Linked DNA regions of Mus musculus: region 1 is linked to region 2. The links are chromatin contacts, called in public HiChIP or PLAC-seq maps. All regions are on one chromosome and are shown on one strand. The core of a region is the stretch at or near the end of the contact, and the rest is flanking DNA. Distances in the headings are between cores, read along the strand shown.

The links. HiChIP or PLAC-seq counts read pairs in DNA pulled down with a chosen protein or histone mark.
Region 1: a contact with region 2 is called in an H3K27ac HiChIP or PLAC-seq map of epiblast stem cells. The contact joins two enhancer-like sites. A contact is called at or near these places in 2 of 484 Hi-C or Micro-C datasets (differentiating embryonic stem cells and embryonic stem cells), 1 of 115 datasets of contacts at active chromatin or transcription factors (epiblast stem cells) and 1 of 9 other capture datasets (embryonic stem cells).

The regions. Positions count from the first base shown.
Region 1 is chr10:33,373,148-33,380,984 of GRCm38.p6, forward strand. The region is part of intron 21 of Trdn (triadin); the gene reads left to right. Among named protein-coding and RNA genes, the nearest start is that of D830005E20Rik, 120 kb to the left of the region's middle. Within about 2 kb of position 2,649, at least 13 of the 459 cell types and tissues checked have an H3K27ac peak or open chromatin away from gene starts, as enhancers often do. A contact at or near this core is called in differentiating embryonic stem cells and epiblast stem cells, where this site is marked.
Region 2 is chr10:33,191,544-33,199,003 of GRCm38.p6, forward strand. It overlaps Trdn (triadin), which reads left to right. Exons shown (of 38, transcript NM_029726.2): 8 at 4,406-4,582. Among named protein-coding and RNA genes, the nearest start is that of D830005E20Rik, 61 kb to the right of the region's middle. Within about 2 kb of position 4,583, at least 13 of the 459 cell types and tissues checked have an H3K27ac peak or open chromatin away from gene starts, as enhancers often do. A contact at or near this core is called in differentiating embryonic stem cells and epiblast stem cells, where this site is marked.

The DNA.
Region 1 (7,837 bases), core at 1,399-3,898, 180 kb after region 2:
AATACAAGTATCAAAGTCAGATTCAGATTCCAAAATAAAAATAGTTTAAAAATATTGTAAGGCCTGCAAGATGGCTTTGTGGATAAAGGGGATTTCTATGAAAGCTTGAAGACCTGAGTTTTACCCCCTCAACCTGTGTAAAGATGGAAAAAGGCTTTCTACTTCCAAAAGTTATCTTCTTGCTTAGGCACACAAAGCATGGTATAGAAATCCACATAAAAATGGACACCTCATCATATGAAGGTCATATATATATATTGGAAAAAAGAGAATCCTCAATGCTGGTCAACCTGAATGGTGCTTGTAGAAGAATCTAACTAACTACATTCATACTTATCACACTGAATAGAAATGAACTCCAAATGGATAAATGGCAATTCTGGAAATAATCTGATCAAAATCCTAATATCTAAAATATTTGGGTATATTTCACTTATAATTAATTTCAAAGGAAAACAAAAAAAAAAACATACTAGTAGATATTGAATAAAGTAAATGAAATTCCTGAAAACACAAATTCAAGCATGAGGTTCTGTTATAATGACATAAGTTGTATTGCACATATCATACTCATTATATAAAAAATAAAATAATAAAGAATGCCAAAAAAAATATTGTCTCTGGAGGAAGAAGGCTGTAAGCAATGTAACCATTATTAGGTAACTACTTATGCAAGAATGTAATAATGAATTACTACTAGTTTGTCAGTTTGTACCACATTCTTTCATCAAAATTGTATTGAATTAATATTATGAACAGAAGGAAGATTGGAATATGATTGTATACATAACTGAGCCAAAAAGTTCTGCCAGGACACTCCTACAGCAAATAAATTCAGCAAGGTTCTGGATACAAAACAAACTAATAAATATCAGTAGCCCTCCTATATACAAATGACAAACATTCTCAAACGAAAATCGGGGGGTGGGGGGAAGCCAGGTGTCTTAGGAGGCAGAGGCAGGCAGATTTCTGAGTTCAAGGTCAGGCTGGTCTACAGAATGAGTTCCAGGACAGCCAGGGCTATACAGAGAAACCCTGTCTCGAAAAAAACCAAAACAAAGCAAAACAAAAACAAACAAAAAAAAAACCAAAAAAACAAAAAAACCCAAAACAAACAAAAAAAGAAAATCAGGGAAATAACACCTTTCACAATAGCCTTGAATAATATAAAGTTTCTTGGGAGTATCTCTAAACAAACAAGTAAAAGACTTGTATGATGAAAACACTTCAAGTCTCTGTGAAATAAATGAAAGAAGATATCTGCAGATAGAAGGATCTCAAGTCCTCAAATTGTCATCATACCAGAAGCAATCTACAGTTTCATTGAAATTCTTATTAAAATTCTAACAAAATTTTCACAAATCATGGAAATTTTTAGGTTCACATGAAAACACAAAAACCCCATATACCTAAAACAATACTGAATAATAAAAGAACTATGGGAGGCATTACCATCTCTAATTTCAAATTACACTAAAAAGCATGCTTTAAAAAAGGTGTAATAGCAGGAAATCAGACACACTGATAAGTGGAACTGAATGCAAGACCCAGATGGAAATCCATATACCAATGGACACCTCATTTTTCATATGAAGGCCATATACATTCTGGAAGGAAGGAGTATATTCAATGAATAATGATGGCCAACCTGGATGGTTGCATATAAATGAACTCTAAATGGATAAAAGACATAAATCCATATACACTCAATCTAATAGATGAAAAAAATGGGAACAAGCTTTGAGCTCACTGGCACAGAAGAACAGAACTTTTTTTTTTAAATTTTTTTAGCAGAATAGGTTTGCATAGATACTAAGATAATCAATTATTAAATAGACCTCGTGAAACTTAGAAGAATCCACATGGCAAAGGATGTATCAATTGGACAAAGCAGCAGTCTAGAAAATGGAAAATGATTTTCACCAAATACACATCTGATAGTAGGTAACATCCAAAACATATAAAGCACACAAGAAGCTACATTTAAAGAAAGTAGCCCTATTATAAAATGAAGAACAACTCTAAACAAAATTCTCAATAGAGGAAACTTAAAATATCTAAGAAACACTTTTTAAAATGGTCTTGTGAAGATTCCATGCCCCAGTATAGGATAATGCCAGCCAGTGGGAGTGGGTGGGTGGGGAGCAGGGGAGGGGGGAGGGTATAGGGGAATTTCAGAGAGGAAACTAAGAAAGGGGATAGCATTTAAAATGTAAACCAAGAAACATTGCTGGAGACTTACCCCTTTTTTGGGTCTCCTATCTTCATGGAACGGGTCTCTAGTTTCAGGTGGGCAAGGAATCAGCGAATGACAACCAAATACTACATGAGAGAACGTGTTGAATTTGAGTGTAATTTTTCAAATCGAGCATCAAATTTTTTATACAGAAGAGTAACAAGAAACAAGGAGAGACTCATCAGCTGAGTTACAGTGACACAATACAAAAGGAATGTAAACATCAAAAGATGGCTGGGGCCAGGTCCTATTTACCACTAAGTAAATGCTAGTCTATTGTTAAGCCCACCACCAGGGGTTCTTAGTAAATGCCTGATTTATGCTGTTTCTTTGGGCCTAGGGAAGAAATCTGTCCCAGGGGGATTCCCTAACTCTTTTATGGTAAACCTACCCATTCACTAGGCCATTGTGTATTCCTTTGTTTGGGTGAGACTGGCTACTGTCCTAAGTACTCACTCTGCAGACTAGCCCTGAGATATTCTAGCTCAGTTCTTTGTAATGCCTAATTAGTTTCACTGTCTCTACTAGAAGTAAATTTGAATGTTACTGAATAGGCAACATTCTTACTGAATTCCTACTGAATTCCAAGCTCATGAGCTTCAAGGATTTTCTAGTACATTGAACACTGGTGGACCCTTACCTATGTCAGAATTCTTTCTTTGAAGGCATTTATAATAAAACAATACTGAAAGAGAGCATGTGGATCCATATACCAGAGTAACGTGGGGATAGGGTATGAGTATATGGGTTATGAGAATGCCAAGGTTCCAGGAGGTTGAGTTTCCTTGAAACTCTTTGCCTGGTGAGTGCTTCCAGGCCTCTCGACCTGTCAAACAGACTTCACTGGAGTGGATGTAGCAAAACATCTAATTAAAAAAAGAGTAAAACAATGGTCAACTTCTATTTTCTCAGGGAAAAGCAAATCAAAAGCACTTTGAATATTCATCTCACATAATGAGAATGGCTAAAATTAACAAAAAACAGTGACAGCTCATTCTGGATAGAATGTGGTATAAGAGGAACACTCATCCTTTGCTGGTGGGAGTGCAAAGTTGTACACCACACCCACTATGAAAATTAGTATGGTGATTCCTCAGAAAGATGGGAATTAATCTACCTCAAGATTCACCTATACGACTCTTGTGGTAGCTGCTTCATCCTACCATAGAGACACTTGTACAACCATGTTGATTGCTGCTCTATTCACAATAACCAGAATTTGCAAATAAGCTAGATGTCACTCAACAGAGGAATGAATAAAAAAATAATATATTTGCACAATTGAGTATTGCTAAAAAAATTACATCATGAAATCTGTAGGCAAATGGATGGAACCAGATGGAAAACTTCCAGAGTGAGGTATACCAGACTCGAAAAGATGAATGTCATATGCATTCACTTATGTGAAGATAATGGCTGCCAATTTAATAATATTCAATCTACAATCTGTAGAATAACAGGATAGATATAGAGAAAGAAAGTAAAGGGAACAGATAGGAAAATAAAACAGATAATTATGGATGAACGGAGACTAGACTAGGAGGATCAAATGGGGAGGATATGAGTTGTATGGAATACAGGGAGAGACAGCTAAAAGGTATCTATTGAGGGGTAGTGTGGAGGCTTAATTCATTAGAAGCTTTCTAAAATATATACACATGAAGCAAATATAAATGCGATCACCAAATAATGGAGGAGAATGATTCTCAACTGGACATTTCTTGTCACCAAATGAAACTTCCAGTACTGGGATTGGGTTACATCTAATTAAGTTGTTGGCCAAAGAGTCTCAACATGAATCCCCCAAACTCAGAATGTTGCCAAGTTTATAGATTGCTCTATACAAACTGAAAGTGCTCATTGTTTAAGATAATACCCAGACAACTCATTAAGCATAAAGATGTTGAGGTGATGCCTACATAAATCTCTATCTCCTACTTCCCATTGTCTTTGGTACTGAAGATGCTTTTAAAAGAGAAGTGTAAATATCAAGCCACCCACAAATACTTTATCTACAACAGTGTACTGCCTACAAGATATGCTGGGGAAATGGTGGCACATTGTTATTGGGAGTAACCAACCAATAACTAATTTGACTCGAGGCTCACCCTAAGAGATGGAAACCATTCCTGCCACTGCTTAGGTGAACAAGAACCTGAGACTATATAGCCCAGGGTCATATGGTAAAACCAAATAAGTCTGGTCCAAAATAGAAAGAAAGAAAGAAAGAAAGAAAGAAAGAAAGAAAGAAAGAAAGAAAGAAAGAAAGAAAGAAAGGAAAGAAAGGAAAGAAAAGAAAGGAAAGAAAGAAAAGAAAGAAAAAATGCAGTGATAAAATGACTCCTAATGATATTCACATGGATCAGTTTTTAATTCACCCATCATCAAAAAAGCTTCCTTCTGCAGCAGATAGAAACAAATACAGAGATCCACAGACAGACATTAGGCATAAAGTAAGAGACCTTCGAAGGCTCAGTCCTAAATGAGACATATCCATCAAATTCCTCCTTACAGAGTTCAAGGAAAGACCCTGAAGAGTTTAAGAACCAGGAGGAATGGAAGACACCAATACAACAAGAAAAATCAACATAAGCAAAATTTATGTGAACACACAGACTGAGGAAGTTTGCACGGGGCCTGTGTGGGTCTGCAGCAGGTCATTGGCACATAGATTATGACTTACAATTTAATGTTTTTAAAAGGTGCTATTGAGTAGGTCTCTGATTCTTGTATCTTTTATTAGGCTTTCTTTATTTTGCTGGTTTATTCTGTCCATCTTCAGTGTAATATTGTTTGTTTTACATTTTATTTTGTTATATTTATTAGTATTATTTTTAGAAGTCTGTTATTTTCTAATGAAAGAAAGAGAAAAAGAGTGGATCCAGATGGAAGGAGAAATGGGAAAGAACTGAGAAGAGTATGGAAAGAAAACACCATAATCGGGGCTGGTGAGATGGCTCAGTGGGTAAGGGCACCCGACTGCTCTTCCGAAGGTCTGAAGTTCAAATCCCAGCAACCACATGGTGGCTCACAACCACCCGTAATGAGATCTGGTGCCCTCTTCTGGTGTATCTGAAGACAACTACAGTGTACTTACATATAATAAATAAATAAATCTTTAAAAAAAAAAAAAAAAAAAAAGAGCACCTGCTGCTCTGGCAAAGGATGAAAAAAAAAAAAAAAAAAAGAAAACACCATAATCATTATATATTAGGTGAGATAAGAAGCCATTATCAAAAACAGGAAGAAAACACAAGAAAAGAATACTATGAGAAAGTATATAATATCTATTAGTTCTCTTTATGAAAGCAGATGAGAAATAAAGGTAAATTATGGATATATTTAATTAGAAATAGTGTAGGACATTAAAAAGTTACATGTGCCAACACACTGTGAAACAATATATGTTGACTGGCTGATTAATTGATTGATTGATTGATTGATTGGATTGAATAATAAATGATTGACTTGTTTCTTTGGATTTTTTTGACCATTTCTTACCCTTGATGCTGTCTTGTCCAACCCTGATTTGACAGTTTTTATTTCTATTTTTTAAAAGTTGGGGAAGGAATGAAAGAAGGAAGGAAGGAAGGAAGGAAGGAAGGAAGGAAGGAAGGAAGAAAGGAAGGAAAACCTAGACACTAAGGGAACAGTTAACAACTGAACTATCAGTTATATCTACTAAGAGAAGAAAAATCAGTTCTTTCCAATAGAGATATGAGGTATGCATGTGTATATAAACTGCTACAGTACAGATCTCATGAACAGGAGTGCCGCAGACCCTCTGGCCCCCCTTTGTCTGCGTGAAACAAGTCTCTTGAGCAGGTGGACAAAGAGTCGGATGAATTTGACAAACAGACATACACAGGAGAGGTTGTGCAGAATCTGAATGTAATCTTCTGATCGAGCTTTAGACTAATTATATTACAGCGAATATCATAAATTGTAAATCATAACAGGCAAGGTATATTGAAGTTTTCCAGATGCAAGAGGAGTGACTTCAAAAGGAACCAGATAAATGTTTACACTAGAGATTAGCGCCTCTGCCTCGGATCAGCCCTGTGCCAAGCAAGAGTTTTACACTTTAGTGTTAATAGCACCAGGGGGTTATTAACTCTTGACAAGCTTCAAGAATAATGTAGTGTCACTGACACCGAAATTCTCTAGGCCTTGTTAAATTTTATCCTGTCTGGAGAATCCTCATTATTAGGATAGTATATAAACTCACTCTTGGTATGGAATGTAGTCTGTAATAAAATTTTTATCTCAGTGAGAATTTTAGTCTCTTACTGTAGACAACTGAGTTAATGGCTTTGATTTATTGCAGTGCTTAATTAGTTACTGAATAGGTTAAGCTCCTTGCTGCTATCTGGGATCTTGGAACACTGGGAGAGGCTTTAGCTAATTCAGGATACAATCTTAAAAGGCATTTACAATAAGGTAATACTAAATAGAGAGCACGTGGATCCATACACTAGACTAACGCGGGAGTAGAAAATTGATTTTGTGGTTTATATAGATTAGGAAGAGAGTGCCAGACTCCAGGAAGAGAGTTTCCTTGGAACTCTTTGCTTCACGAGCCAGCTTCCCAGCTTTCGCTTTGTCAAACTGACTGAACCAAAGTACGTGGCACAGGAGTAGTTGACCATCAAATGAGGTTGTTCACAAATTTTGTGTGTACTTCTATTTGGGTACATTTTGTTGTTTGTTTGTTTGTTTGTTTGTTTGTTTGTTTTTCTGGGTATAGTTTTATTTTACTAGTTTTGGGAGTTTCTACGGTTGTTATGTTTTTTTGTTTGGTTGGTCTTTTAGAAAAAAAAATTATGTGGGTAGGGAAGGGAAGAGGGTCTGGAAGAACAAGGGGACAGGAAAATATAATAAAATATATGTAAATTTAAAAATTGATTCAAATAATAAAAATAGAAAATAAAAAGATTTTTCAACAGTATAATGATGTAAATTTTAGGTCTTTTAAACACAACACCACAGTGTTAATTTCACAGTCTTTTGCCACTATTCTATAGCCAGGGACAAGCAACAGGAATTTTTATTCCTCAGATTTCACATATTTTTCATATGCCTATGATGATTTCTATTTATTCTTTGAATACAAAATTAATATCACTTTCAGTATTCAACATAAATGAAAGTATTTCAATGAAATCTTATTTCATTCTCCCTTCAGTGAGGTAATGGCATAGAATGGATTGTATGCATTCTTTTATGTTTTCTCACTCAAAAGATAGAAGAGATCTTGAATAAATATTAAATCTATCTAGTTTTCTATTTTTAAAAAACTATATGTTTAACATAATAGTATATTGCAGGGACTTGCATAGAAAATTGGTTTGTTACACTTAATATTGCTAGGAAGAAATTCCAGTGTGTGTGTGTGGGAGAACTGTGGTTTTGGTTTATAGTTTTGGTTTTGATTCATTCTAACCATGTCTTTTCCAAAAATCTAAAATATCATCATTATATATATATATATATATATATATATATATATATATATATATATGCAAAGTTTAAAATATTATAATGGTGAATTAAAATTATAGAACTCTAAATAATTAGTATATCAACTCTGAAAAGCATTAC
Region 2 (7,460 bases), core at 3,333-5,832:
ACAAAACCAGTAGCTGGTTCTTTGAGAAAATCAGCAAGATAAATAAACCCTTAGCCAGACTAAACAGAGGGTACAGAGACAGCATCCAAATTAATAAAATCAGAAATAAAAAGCAATACAACAATGAAATACATCTTAAAATAAGTATTCTGTCTGTTGAATATTATCAGTTGAAAATTTTAAAATTATGTTCTACAAACATCATAGAAATATTACTGAAAATGTTTTCACTGTGCTTGAAATTAGTTGTTTTTTTTTAATGTTTAACTTCAACGCGTTTTGGTATTTTGAAATTTTTAAAATATACTTATTGATAAAATAATTCCTCTTCTAGAAACACTGATAATCTTTTTATGTAAACTGATTGTTAGACAATGTGCACAGGTATATAATGCATTTTAAATATTCTTTCACTGTGTCAGATGGTATCATATAAGGGCTTTTGAATATATTTCTTAATGATTCATTTTCAATATTTTATGCTCTTTTATTATGCTTAATTCCCAAAGAACATTTTGTACGTTTTCAAACAATTTAGTATTCAACATTAGATATAAGGTTCTCAGTTATGGATAGTATTAAATATTCATTAATGACATTTTAGGGTATGAAAGGATATGAATATAAAAGTTGAACAAATTTTTATATATTATTTGATTTTCAAAATTCTCAATATTATTAATATGTTTGATGTATAACACCATTTAAATGATTTAAAAAATTAAGAAAAAATGGAGGCGAGTAGAAGGTAGGAGCTGTTGGAAGTCATCTTAAGTCTGTCCAGTACCAATGCTTCCTATTTATATATGTTAATACTGACAGATATATGTAAACAAATTATATACATTTTACACTTATATAATGCTCTCAGGTGTGTTTTTATTTAATCTATCTATATAGGTTATATTAGGAATGGCAGATGAATACATGATTTTTGGCCGGGGGCCAGCCCCGGCATGGGATGTTTTTCTTTCTCGTCTATTCTTCTTGAGGCAGCAGCAGGGGAATAGCTTAGGTGGAGGGTAGGACTTTGTCGAGATATTTAGGGTTGCTGTATAATAAAAAGTTTTCTTATCTGAGCCTAAAGTACTATGCTATTCTAGCTGACCTGCCTTTTGTGATCCTCTGGGCCAGAAACTATAATTTCTAGCACTTAGCTCCTCTTTCTCAAGCCACAAAGGATTAAGTAAATAGCCTTTGTTCTATCTCAGAAGGAACTGCTGGGCTCTAACTCTCAGCCTGCTAGTGTAAAGTCTCACGAAGAGAAGACACTTAAAGAAGTGATTATAGAATTTATTACCAAGTTGTAAAAAAGTTTCATATGAAAGCTATCTAAGGGGAAAAGCAGAAAGATCCTAAGTGGGGAAAGGGGAAAATTCTCTATGTGGGAAGAGGGAAAAGAATCTAGTCTAAGTAGGGAAAGGCAAAAAAGTCTCCTCTATTATCTCCCTTCATATCTTTGTCCTCAGTACTTCTATATCTTTCAGAATACATGACCACATGTTACAAAGCTCATCACAAGTCCAGACAAAAATCAAATCATAAATTGAAATAGAAGTTTAAAACAGCAAATGTTGACATGCATATCCATTAGGAGTAATTATCTAGCTAAAAATCCATCACCTCTCTCAGCTCCACAGGTTCACTGAAGGTTTAAAACCATAACTAAGTTATTAGTGAAGTTTTGTATAGATAAACCCAGTTGATATTTTATCTTCTGTCCTATCACCTATAATAAATCATTAATTCCTTTTTTATGACCTTTGGTTAATTGTTTTACAACCTCTTGAAATATGCTCTGAGTAGGAGAAAGTCTGGTTACCATTTAAGAGCAAATAAACGGTGACACTTGAGAGACTGGCATAGTTCTCATTGCAGCTTTGATTATCAGAAAAGGACCTAATAGCAGTCTGATTATAAAAGAGCTTAGTAATCACAGATATAATTTTAGGAATTCTTGTAGGATCATCATTAAGACTTAAGTCATCTATTTGTCTATATACCATCACTACAAGATAGTACATCTTCATGGATCTGCAGACATCTGTTCCAAAGGGGTGTGCTACTACTTAGTGATTGTTATATATGTTTAATAACAACAGGAAAAGCATATTAATAGCAGGAACCTTTTCTAAAATGAGTCCCTCACAGTCTTGTTTAATGAGGGCTCACCTGTCGCAGATTGTATAATAATCTGAAGCAGGCCACTTCAAGTTCATCACCTGCTAGTTATTAGCTTGTCCCATAATGGCTCCTGATAGTATTTTTTATATGATATGTGGGTTTCTAAGAATATAAAATAAGATTAGAAAGGCACAAGCTAAGCAGGTAACATTTGAGTTAGAAACTAAAATGAACTCCTTTAGAACACTGTGTCTCCTGCTGGCACTTTCACATGACACAGTGTGTTTTCTGTTCTGTATAAAATACAGTGTGTTCAAGGGCAGTATTTTTCCAGACCATCCTAGAAATTCTTTTTGCAAGAAACATGGAGATTCATTCTCATCCTGTTCCTGGTGCTTATATTAGACCCTCTACACATGGTGCCCATCTTTTGTAGTTCACAAAATAACAGAGAGGAAAGAAAAGAAAATGGGATAAGAAGTCAAGACGTGTGAACCCAAATTCTGCCTGGTTCTTGAACAACCCTGCTGTTTTCTAGTTAAAGGCAAATTTACTTGTTTTAAGGAGTTGACAGTAGAAGAAGGGAAGCCTTCAGTTTTATATAAAACGTTATTGTAATGCTTCTGTGAAATGTGTTGTCCTATCTCTAAGAGAATTGACTTTGTTAGTTATAAAATTCAATAGCATTAAAACAGATCAGATTTTCACTAATCTTTAATTCTACAGTAACAAGATAGGGGTAAAATCAAAATAGAGGTAAAATCAAAATAGAGGTAAAATCAATTTTGAACTGCAAAGTTAGATGGCATTTAAGATAGCTACAATAACAATTTCACACAGACATAAGCAAGCAAACAGCATAAAAAAAGCTAGTAAAATTTCAAAATATAGGCATGTTTATTCTAAACATTTTATTTACATGTGCAGAGTACATATTGCTACATCATATAAATGACACACAGGTAGCGAACCATTTACTCTTATTTAATTCAGATTCACTAGTTCTTTTTTTTTCCATTTTTTATTAGGTATTTAGCTCATTTACATTTCCAATGCTATACCAAAAGTCAGATTCACTAGTTCTATATTCTCTGAAAATAAACATTGTACTGAACACAATGGTAATAGAAAACTAAAAACTGAGTTCCTGAACTCAAGTTGTTCCCAGCCTGGTAGGGGAAACTAATAAGAAAACAATCTTGTACAATACAAAATATACAATAGATAATAAAGGTCACGTCTTAATAAAAGTGTTGGCAGATACAAGCTTTACATCAAAGCAAAGTAAACAGAGGCCAGTATTTTCATCAAACTCTTTAACATGTGTGTCAATAATATCTACAATGTATTGGAAGTGTCCAGACAAATCTCTTCATTGTGTGTCAAATCTATGTTAAATATATGATCCCACATACAGAAGATGTCAAATATGCAATTCCCATTAGAACTAATTGAATCGTACTATCAGTGATTTAAAAAATATGAAAGAACAATCCACAGAATGATTTATTTGTGAGCCAGTTCACTCTTCAAAAATTCCTATTAAGTTAATGTGTTTTGAATAGAATGCACATTCTACATTTTACTTGCTAGTACTTTTTGCTAGTACATTTTAAAAGTTTTACAAACATTTGGGAATATGATCTCTGGCTTTGATATGTAAGAGAGTGTATCTGTTTCTGTATTATCAATCTTTGCAGGCCTAGTCATTAGGGATGTCTGTCTGTCAGTTTCTAATAAATATCATGATAGGGATGTCTGTCTGTCAGTTGGTCTCCGGTAAGTATCATCAGTCTCATCTTGTTATACAGTACCATGCAGGTAATGTTTCATTTGTATTGTTTGCATTTATCTTCTTTAAAATATTATATTGTATTATTTTTGAGTAATACTTAAGATTTTTCTATTATAGAACAAAATGATCACATTCCTTTAAAAGAAAATTCTTTAACTAGGCTCTTTAGTGAAGACATTTTTCTTATTAAAAATTCCCAGTCACAAGCAAATGAATCATTGTGGACAGCTTAAGCTCTTGATTATCAAAGCCAAAATCCAAACAAACTGTAACCACAACAGAAATCCTCATCAGTCTCCTCACCTGTCCATGACTTGTATGTCAAATACAACATATTCATAAACTTATAGTACCCTAGTATTGTCAATAGTATTTATAGGACACTTATTTTCTATTGATTATCTTGTTTGCCTTTTAAAATGGGACTTGAATAAGACTTGAAGAATTATGTGAGTGAAGAAAAATAACTGTCTTAACTTCTTGTAGAGGACAAGAAAATTAAGACTAAGGAAAAGACTGAAGAAAAGGCTAAGAAGGAAATGAAAGTTGGAAAACAGGAGAAAGTGAAACCAACAGCTGCAAAAGCCAAAGAAACTCCGAAAACACCACCAAAGGCCAGAAAGAAGGATGACAAAGAGATGCCAGCTGTGCATGAGCAGAAAGGTAAACATTCCAGGAGGAGGAGACAGCAGGAGGTCCAAAGAGAATAATGGGCAAGAAGCAGATGCAGTCAACTGAAAAGACTAAAATTAAACCTCAGATGGGGTAAAAAGAGATCCAAGCCAACAAGCCTGAAAGGAAGTACTACCATTGGGTATTAACATACTAAAATAATAAAATGTATTCAAATAGCTAGATGCATTTTCAAGTGTTTTAAAGAGTGTTGAGTGATCACTTGGAGTTATTTAAGTTTGGGGCTGAACGCTGAAATCTTGAGGATTTGGCAGAACAGTTAAATAGTTGTATGGGTTAGACTCTGGAAAAGATAGTTTTAAAAATTGACAACAACAGCATCTCTTCAGGAGTTGCTCCAGGAGTCAATGCACAAATCATACAGGAAAAAATAAAATAAAAATATTACTTCCTCGATACTGCTGCAATGATACCATTCAGAATATGCACATTAAACTATAAATTCATTTCATTGTGGTAGAAAACCTCTTATATGATAAAGAATTGTTGGGCAATTTTTTAGTCTTCTTAAAAAAATTAACTTTAGGATAGTTTGCATAAGACAGATGTTCTTTTCACCAACTATGGTGTATTAACTCACTTCTCAGATATAGACCATTTACAGAGAGGAAATTTTTTACAGAAAGGTGCTGTGTGAATTTAAAATGGTCACAAAGGGCCTCTTTGTCCCACCACTAGGGTACCTTTTTGGGTTTTCTATCCCCAAATCAATGGTTACTACAAATCCAGATCTTCACATATAGAACACAAGGTCTGCTCTGTGTGATCTGTTCCTGAGAAAGTTGTACCTTTTCTTATGAATGTTACAAAATAACAATTTCCTTGACTCTAAAAGCAATTGAATAATTTTTTTCAAAACTAAAATGGACAAAAACAAAACAAAACAAAACAAACAAAAAAACCCAAAATGGACAAATTGGTGTCTATACAACTTTATTGTGACTTTAAAACTTTTTACTAAGAAGACTATTTTAATAGTAAAACTGGAAACATTTTTTCTCTTACAAACTACATAATATTAATTACACATTCTTTGTATTTTTATCTTATTTTTCAACATCACAATGCTTATAAGTTTTGATATGTACATAATGCATGTAAACTTTAATTTATGAAACAAAAGGTGCATGTATAGAAACAAGAAAAGGTGCATGTATAGAAACAAGAAAATAAGGGAGTACTTTTTTTCTTTTCTTTTTTTTTTTTTTTGTGTGGGTGATAAACTTTATGTAAATTTCATTCATTTCAATCTAATTTTACAGATACTTCTCCAGATTAAAACATTTGGAAATTTGAACATATTGTTTTCAAGATGATTACAGGATCTTGAACATTGAAAATATAAAGTATTATCTCTTAAAATAATTTTACATATGAATGTGTATGCTATAAAAGGATATAATAATGAGAAATAACTTAAATGACCATTTCACTGTGATACAAATCAGGAAAATTCACTATGTGGATAGTTGGATTCTAAAATACTATGAAATTCAGATCACCCTTTAAGGAAGAAAATTGTAACATGAAACTAATGAACACATCAATTAATGAGGAAATCTGAAGGGCATCTTTAGTTAGTTCAGAGAATCATTCAGCATGATTTGAATGTAACCAGGATGCAACCTCCATTTTATGCTTGTGCTTAGAAAGCAATATTTCATCTGTGTGTAGGGAGGTATACAAACCTTTTATATTATAAGTAGTTTCTTCCTTATAAACTTCAGACAGAGGTGACATATAAGAATAGAAAGAAAGAAAGAAAGAAAGAAAGAAAGAAAGAAAGAAAGAAAGAAAAAAGGGAAGAAAGAAAGAAAGAAAGAAAGAAAGAAAGAAAGAAAGAAAGAAAGAAAGAAAGAAAGAAAGGGGGAAAAAAAGGCTATTCCAGGAATTTAAAATACAAATAGTGATTTTTGTGGGGAGAAAAAAAAAAAGAAAAAAAAAAAAGAAAAGGGGGGCGTTGTAGAGAGTAATACTCTGTGTGGTATTGCTACCCTCTAGGTGTCTTGATCAATGCCAGTTGAAGAATGAAAATTTAAGAAAAATCTGGAGTGCAAGGTGGAAGCGGGGTGGGGTAGGGAAGTCTTAGAATGATCAGGTGATGTTTTTGTTTAAGGTGAGGAAGCAAGCACCCTGCAGAGCACTCTCAAAGAGAGATGTTCTACAGAGGGTGAAGGGAACTCTGGAAGCCCGTTTCATCACTCTAGCACTGAGGGGTTTTAAGAGTCCTTCAGAGGTTTTTATCACCTAATTTAGGATTGGTCAATTTGACCAAAGACAGATAGGCTCACAACTTTTGAGCAAAGCCTAGTCAGGCTGTGAACCTGGAACACTGGTCTACCAGTAGGGGGCCCTATTGGAGGAAGAAAAAGGATGCCAAGCTAATTTTAAACTGTGTGGAGGAAGCCATATTGATTATCTGAGGTTCCTGTTCCTATTCATGACACTGTGTAGTATCTAATTCCTAGCCATCACTCTAACTATACAAAGTAGGGGATTGTTAAACACACATACTATGAATACACCCATGGCGTTACAATTTTGTGAGTAATGGGTCCTATACATGCATTCTGGCATATTTCTTATCTTTTTGTGAAATATTCTTGAGCTATAGGAAGGAATAACCATATGTTAGATGAGGTCCAAAATCCATATTGTCCACTTAAAGAAAAAATATTCTTTGCCTGGTTTATAGCAAAATCTCGTGTCTAGGAAGGAAAAAATAGTACCTATTTTAATGTTACTTTTGTCTAACACCATAGAAATCTCAGAGCCTGGGATAAGGCAGAAACCATCCTTGGAAGTGCTTCAACAAACAAGTAGATTTGTAGGCTGTTCTAAAAATGGA